Regions from separate parts of the Sus scrofa genome. Here region 2 is linked to region 1. A link is a contact called in public Hi-C data. All regions are on one chromosome and are shown on one strand. The core of a region is the stretch at or near the end of the contact, and the rest is flanking DNA. Distances in the headings are between cores, read along the strand shown. Region 1 has its middle 23 kb from the start of RAPGEFL1. Region 2 has its middle 12 kb from the start of MSL1.

Region 1 (3,883 bases), core at 833-3,332:
GACCAGCAGCTGTAGCTCCGACTGGACCCCTAGTCTGGGAACTTCCATATGCTGCGGGTACAGCCCTGAAAAGCAAAAAAGAAAGAAAGAAAGAAAGGGAAAGAAAGAAATACACGTGTTTCCTCCTCCCTAGGAGGTGTAGGTTAATTGAAATAGATTCTAGCCTCAGATGATAATAGATTTGTCACATAGAATGTTCAGTAGGACATTGAAAGTCATGTGGATAATTCTTGGTTGTGTGGAATGGTCCCTTGCATTGCCACAATCTAGCACACTTTACCCCTGCCATCAAATGCCGGTAGCACATCCTTATCGTGATGAACAAAAAAACCTCCACAAATTTCTAAAATGCCCACATGGAAAACCATTAACCCGTTCTATACTGTCCTGTTGCCATGGACCAATCTGTGAAAGACAATTATCCATTGTGAAAAGTTAGATTTTATCTCAAGGACAAGAGGCAAACCATTAGCAGGTTTAAACTAAGAAGTGCCATGACCCACTTTGCCTTCTAGAAAGATCTCTCTGTCTGTACCATGGAGGATGCATTAGAGGGGGGCCAGCTTAAAGCCTCCTCGGGAGGCTGCTGTGGACATCTAAGTGAGAGATGATGGATGCCTACCCTAAGGGGCAGCTGGGCACTGGCTGGGCTCAGAGACTCTGGAGGCAGGGCTGCCTGTGTGCAGAGCCCAAGACCTCAAGTCTTAGTTCTCCCCACTCCTGAATAGGGTGAGCCCATGGGCAAACTACTCAGCCTCTACCAGCCTCAGACTCTCCATCTGTAAAGTAAAGACTAAATGGAATGCTCCTGAACCACGTACACACATGGAAAGCACTCACTGACCTTAGCCGTGATCGCTATGAGGTATCAGAGGCAGAGATGCTGCGTTTTTTCTAGAGATATTTAGGTAGAATGTGAGGGCTGAAGATAGGAGCCATAGACAATTTCCAAGTTACTGGCTTAAACTCTTGGGTGCAAATGATGCCAACCCCGAGTTAGAGAGGGTCAAGGAGGACGAGGAGGCGCCTGGTGGGTGAGGGCGGGAAGAAGGGTTCATTAGGCCACTGGATATTAGGGTCTAGAACTTAGAAGAGCAATCCTAGCAATTTGTGACTCACAAACCATGGTAGCTAGTCTCCAAAGACAGCCCCTAATGACCCGGGCCTCCTGGAATTCATTGAATCTGGGCCAGCTTGTGACTCCCTTTAATGCAGCTGTACCAGGTCTAGAACTAAGCCTTCAGAAGACCTTGTGCTTTTGGGACCCCCCCCCCAAGCTCCCATGTGAGAAATCAGATAGTCCGTTGTAGAGACCCCCTGGGGGAGAGGTTTGACACGCGGAGAGAGAGAGATCCAGCCACCCCAGGCTTCTAGCTCTTCCAACAGGTTTGAGATGAGTAAGCCAATCATCTGGGACACCCAGCTCCAGTCACCTTCTGACTGCAGCCACCTGAGACACCCCAAGGGAGACAGCAGAACCGTCCAGCTAAAGCTCCATGAGCCTGGAGGATGGTAAGAAGTTATAAAAGTGTTGCTGCTTAAAGCCGCTAAGTTTTGGCGTTCCCGCTGTGGCACGGTGGAAACAAATCTGACTAGGAACCATGAGGTTGCAGGTTTGATCCCTGGCCTCGCTCAGTGGGTTCAGGATCTGGCAGTTGCTGTGAGCTGTGGTGTAGGTCGCAGGTGCGGCTCAGATCCTGTGTTGCTGGCGCCTCTGGCATAGGCCCGCAGCTACAGCTCTGATTCAACCCCTCGCCTGGGAACCTCCATGTGCCGTGGGTGCGGCCCTAAAAAGACATAAATAAATAAATAAATAAAGCCACTAAGTTTCGGATCATTTGTTACACAGCAATAGATCCCCAAACAAATATATTGATGAAATAGAAGCCCATGTGTACAGAGGGACAAGAAGAAGGCTTAGGACAGAGCCAAAGAACCCCACCGGCAAGGACCGAGCTGAAGGAGAAGGCCAGCAAGGGAGACTGAGAAAGAGAGGACAGAGGGGAATCCTGAGGGCAACCGAAGTAGCCCTGCGTGTTCAGAAAGGGAGAATGGTCAGAAATAGCAAATGCCAGAGAGGCCAACTGTGAGATAAGTGTCTCTTGGATTTGGTAACCTGGGAATCAGTGACCTTGGCAAGAACAGCTCCAGTGAGTAATGAGAGCAGAATCCAGATGCACTGGGTGGAAGGATGAAAAGGAAACAATGCGACAAAACCAAACAAACTAGAGTTACACCTGTTGACCTAGAAGAATGGTGCAAGCCTAACCTCCAGGAGGAAAGTTGCTAAACTTTATATACAGTAGGACAGTATTTAAATAAAGTTTTAAAAATGTGAATATTAAAACTCTTTTTTTTTTTTTTCGGTCTTTTGCCTTTTCTGAGGCCGCTCCCACGGCATATGGAGGTTCCCAGGCTAGGGGTCGAATCAGAGCTGTAGCCGCTGGCCTACGCCAGAGCCACAGCAACTCGGGATCTGAGCTGCACCTGTAACCCACACCACAGCCCACGGCAACGCCGGATCCTTAACCCACTGAGCGAGGCCAGGGATCGAACCCGCAACCTCATGGTTCCTAGTCGGATCCGTTAACTACTGAGCCACGACAGGAATTCCGAAAAACTCTTTTTTTTTTTTTCAGGGCCGCATCCAAGGCATATGGAACTTTTCCGAGCTAGGAGTCAAATCGGAGCTGTAACCACCAGCGTGCACCACAGCCACAGCAACACCACATGCAAGCCATGTCTGCAACCTACAGCACAGATCATGGAAACAGTGGATCCTTAACCCACTTCATGAGGCCAGGGCTCAAACCTGCATCCTCATGGATATCAGTTGGGTTCGTTATCTCTGAGCCACGACGAGAACTCCCTAAAAACTCTTAAAGCTCACTAATAAGGAGTTCTCTGGTGGCTCAGTGAGTTAAGGATCTGGCATTGTCACAGGTCTGATCCCTGGGCCCAGAACTTCTGCAATGCTGTGGGCAGGGTCAAAAAAAGAAACTAATAAAAAGAAAACCCAATTTAATTTTTTTTTATTTTAATTTTAATTTTTATTAATTTTTTTGCTATTAAGGCCACACCTGAAACATATGGAAGTTCCCAGGCTAGGGGTTGAATTGGAGCTATGGCTGCCAACCTATGCCACGGCCACAGCAACGCAGGATCTGAGCGACATCTGCGACCTACAACATAGCTCCCAGCAATGTCGGATCCTTGACCCACTGAGCAAGGCCAGGGATTGAACCCGCATCCTCAGGGGTACTAGTTGGATTTGGTTCTGCTGCTCCACAATGGGAACTCCAAATAATCCAATTTTTATTTATTTATTTATTTATTTTTGTCTTTTTTGCCATTTCTTGGGCCGCTCCCGCAGCATATGGAGGTTTCCAGGCTAGGGGTCGAATCGGAGCTGTAGCCACTGGCCTACGCCACAGCCACAGCCACACCAGATCTGAGCAGTGTCTGTGACCTACACTACAGCTCAAGGCAACGCCAGATCCTTAACCCACTGAGCAAGGCCAGGGATCGAACTCGAAACCTCATGGTTCCTAGTCGGATTCGCTAACCACTGTGCCACCACGGGAACTCCCAAATAATCCAATTTTTAAATGGGCAAAGGAGCTTGCAGTAGATTGATGAATAATGCCCCCCCAATTCACGTTTACCCAGAACCTCAGAATTTGACTTAATTTGGAAATAAGGTCTTTGCATATGGAATTAGTTAAACTGAGGCCAGGAATCGAACCCATGTCCTCATGGATACTAGTCGGGTTCGTTAACCTCTGAGCCACGATGGGAACTCCCTGCTATATTGTTTTTAGATGTATACATATGTACTGAAAGTTTACAGAAATGCAGGGAGATGATACTACCCTCAGGAGAA
Region 2 (3,883 bases), core at 1,019-3,518, 77 kb after region 1:
TCCCAGGCCTCCGCGAGCCAGATGCTCATGTGCAGCTCCCCTTCTCCCTTCTGCGGGGACCCCTCCGAGGGCAAGACACACCCTCTCTGCTGCCTTTTTTTTCCTCCTTTTTAACAAAATCACAGCTCAAATTGGTTTTTTTTCTCTTTTTGCCAACCCCGCCAAAACTTTCAGCGAGTTCCGCCCACTCCACGTGGACCTCCCTTCCCCGTCCCAGCAACCTCTGCGAGGACCCCACCTCCAACACGTGACCAATTGTTATGTTTCCTTCCTGGGGCTCCTTTTTCGCTGGCACCAACTAACAACTGAACAAAAGTGCCCCCTTCAGGATAAATGTGGAGCAGCAGCTTGGGGAGGAGAGGAAAGTTGATCAAGGGCTCGAGTACAGTAGGGGAACGAGGCTGCCTCTGCTTAAAAAGATTTCAGACCCACATAACTCCCCGTTTAATAATTTTAAGAATCATGCAACAGGAAGATAAAGCAAATTCAAGAGGAGGGATGGAAGTTCCTTTGTGGTGCAGCAAGTTAAGCATCTCGTTTGCTGCAACTGCGGAGTTGCTGCAACTGCAGGAGCCCAGTTAGATCCCTGACGGAGGAACTTCCACATGCGGTGCGTGCAGCCAAAAAAGAAAAGAAAAAGAAGGAGGAGGGATATCGCTGAAGAAAACTGGTTTGGAGGTGGAGTTGAGTAGGGTTTTAATCCTTAACTGCAAAGCTGGTCACCTCTACTCCAATTCCATTTCCCCAGAGGTTTTTCTTTTTCTTTCCTTTCTTAATTTCTTTCTTTCTTTAAATAGCCGTGCACGTGGCGTATGGAAGTTCCCCCGGCCAGGGATCGAAGTGGAGTAGCCGACGCCCGCGAGGCCAGATCCCTTAACCCACTGCACGGTGCAGGGGGTCCAACCCGAACGTCTGCGGCACATGGAATTGCTACAGTTCGATTCCCAACCCACTGTGCCACAAGGGGAACTCCCCCTAGAGTTCTTCATGCTGTTGGCAGACCTCTCTGAGATCCCCGATACCAGTTCTTTAAATGTGGCCTGGATAAGGGAGCGTGACCTCTCTCCTACAGTGAGTGTTCCGCTTCTTGCCACTTCCATCACCGCTCCTTCCCCAGAGATGCTGGTTCTTCCTCTATGGGCTCAGATTCCTCAAGCTGGGAGATATTTCCAAAATGGAGAATCCTCCTCTCTCAGAATTAAGAACTTTTGTCCTGGATGGGAAGAGCCTCTCAGAAATCATGTTGGGGGAAGGTGGAGAGGGCAGGACACCAAAAATTAGTCCAGTGAAAAGGCTTGATGCACAGAGCTGGGCTAAAAAAGCTAGAAAATAGGTCAAGTGAAGCTAAACAGAGGAAACCATTTCCTTGGGAAAAATTCTGACCTAGGCTTTGTCTATTTTCCTCTCCACTTCTTTTCCTCACATGAGATGTGAGGTTCAGAGATGGGGTAGGGAATTGGGCTGATGGAAAGTATGTGGTTGGAGGCAGACTAGGAGTTGTAAGTGAGGCGGTGCTCAGAGGAGGAAGAGTGGCGAAGGGTAAATTTAAGATCAGAGTATTGGGAGGCGGGTTCCCCTTGTGGCGCATCAGAAACAAATCATGGACTAGTATCCACGAGGATGCGGGTTTGATCCCTGGTCTCGATAAGTGGGTCGGGGATCCCGTGAGCTGTGAGCTGTGGTGTAGGTCGCAGACGTGGCTTGGATCCCACATTGCTGTGGTTGTGGCGTAGGCCTGCAGCTGCAGCTCCAGTTGGACCCCTAGCCTGGGAACTTCCATAAGCCTGGGTGCCGCCCTAAAAAGTAAGAAAATAATTATAATAAATAAAAAATCAAATCAAATCAGAGTATTCAGGGGCCATTTCTCCCTCCAAAGTCATAGCGGGTTGTGAATAGTAGATAACCCCCGAGCTGCAAATCTTGGGGCACAGGAAGGGGACGTCATTGTAGCCAAGAAGCACACTACCCAGGGGCATGTTGAAGAGCCCTGTGTGGAAGGGAATGGGAGGAGTCCTGGGGCACCTAGTTTCAGGAGAAACAGCTCCAAAGTCCTCAAGCTAGAACGTTAAGGGCCAGGGACACTTGCTCCCCTATAACTCAGCATCTGTCAGCACTCCCATTACCAGGTGCTATTTCCAGAGTCCTGGGCCTAGTGGGGGAAAAGGGCGGGGCGCTGGGGGAGAGACCGAGGCGGAGCCGAAGGGCTCCGCCCCCAGCCCAGCCGCAGTTCCAGATTTTCGCCACGCGGGGGCTCCCGAGCTCAACCGCAGTCCCAGGGTTCCGGAGGGGGGAGAGACTCTCCCGAGGACAGTTTGGGATGTCAGTTGTGACCCTGAGCAGAGAGGTGACCTAAGGGTCATTGGCTCCGAAGCTGCAGCCCCTTCGCATGGCCGTTGGAAAGACGTCCAGCCTCAGCCCTTCTCTCTGAAAGGGGCTCGTGGGACTGGGAACTAGGTCCCCGCCTCTTACCCTCACCCTCTTCTCCGTGGTCATTTCCTCCCCTGCGCGCTTCCTCCCCCTCCCCCATCCTCGTGGTCGGAACACCGCCACCCTCCCCCACAGCCCGTCAGAGTCCTGCGGAATGCTCTCACCCTGGCGACGTGCCAAGCTCTGGACTTCCTGGGCTTTGGGGTGGGGCTTGGCCAAGGGGAAGCCCTTTGGACAGGAGAGCCACCCAATCCTGCAGAGCCTGCTCGCGCTCTCCCTCTCTTTCTCTCCCTCTCTGCTAAGCAAAAGGCTCATCTATCATTCTCTGTCACCACCACCTAATTCCACCCCCACGCCCCCGCAAGAGGATTTCCTTGCCAGGGCAAAACATCCACAATCTGGATGCGGTGGGCATCCTAAACACTGGTTTATGGTGGGAAAAGGGGAAAAAACCCTATTTCGGAACCTGCCTTCCCTGTCCCAGAAGGCCTAGAGCTGGAAGGAGAGGTTCAGCTATCAGGGTCCTGAGGTGAGGATTTCGTAAATGGTCGTTCAGCCTTGGGGCTCCTTCTGGATCCTTCCCAGAGTCCTTGGGTCTAAGGAACTAGTCTCTATATAGTAAAGCTTGGGACTGAATTTTTGCATATCTGACCGCCTCTACTCAGCTTCCATGTTCCTGAAATAAATCAGCTGAAATTTGAACTCACTGGTCTACATCAAGGCCAAGGAAATCTTTCCAGCCAGCTGTAGCCGACTGGGGTGGGTTCAGTGAGAATGGGGAGCAGGCAGAAACCACTCCCAAATCTAATGAATAGAGACCAGGCCTGTCAGAGACCTCTGGCTCCTTTCTGGGGGGTGGGGGTGGGGGTCACTGCTCAGAAATGCTTTTGCACTTGGAGGCTGAAAGTCTTATATTGTCCACAAATGACAAAGTGAGAACTCAGTCCTGTGGCGCCCCCTGCCTTGAGGTCCCTCTGTGCTGCTTTTGCAGCCTGTCATCCCTAACCTGTGCCAGATTCCCAAGTTCCTATCTTGAAACCTCAGCCCCCACACCCAGGGCCTAGGGGAGAGCCAATGTAGGTCACTGCAGCTGGGCCTGCAGGGCTGTCTGCTCCTTGAGCTCAGAGCCTTTTAGGCACAGAGAGGAAACCGTGCAGAGAAGTGAGAGAAAAAGGCTCTATGAGAATCAGAGGAAAGCACATTACTCAAAAAATGAAGCATGGAGAGGCCAGGAGTCAACGGTCACATTTAAGACAGTAATGGGGGCTCTGGTCCCCAGAGAGGCTGCATGGGATGGAGGAGGGAAGGGAGAGCAGAGGGGCTGAGCCTGGGCCCATCCCTGGCTTTGGCTCCCATGCCCCACCCTGGCTCTGTCTGCCTATAGAAGGAAACCTTTCTGATCTGGTGTCCATCCCCCATTCTCCAGGCGCTTTGCATTCAAGGCTCAGATTTCATT

What was found. A called contact is a pair of places that touch in the nucleus more often than the background predicts.
Region 2: a Hi-C map of skeletal muscle shows a contact between it and region 1, with 4 times the contacts expected there. The contact joins two enhancer-like sites. A contact is called at or near these places in 2 of 5 promoter capture datasets (fetal liver and liver), 23 of 47 Hi-C or Micro-C datasets (adipose tissue, alveolar macrophages, blood and 14 more) and 2 of 2 datasets of contacts at active chromatin or transcription factors (alveolar macrophages and skeletal muscle).

The regions. Positions count from the first base shown.
Region 1 is chr12:22,170,764-22,174,646 of Sscrofa11.1, forward strand. No RefSeq gene overlaps it. Among named protein-coding and RNA genes, the nearest start is that of RAPGEFL1, 23 kb to the right of the region's middle. Within about 2 kb of position 2,083, at least 6 of the 83 cell types and tissues checked have an H3K27ac peak or open chromatin away from gene starts, as enhancers often do. A contact at or near this core is called in skeletal muscle, where this site is marked.
Region 2 is chr12:22,247,138-22,251,020 of Sscrofa11.1, forward strand. No RefSeq gene overlaps it. Among named protein-coding and RNA genes, the nearest start is that of MSL1, 12 kb to the left of the region's middle. Within about 2 kb of position 2,269, at least 63 of the 83 cell types and tissues checked have an H3K27ac peak or open chromatin away from gene starts, as enhancers often do. A contact at or near this core is called in skeletal muscle, where this site is marked.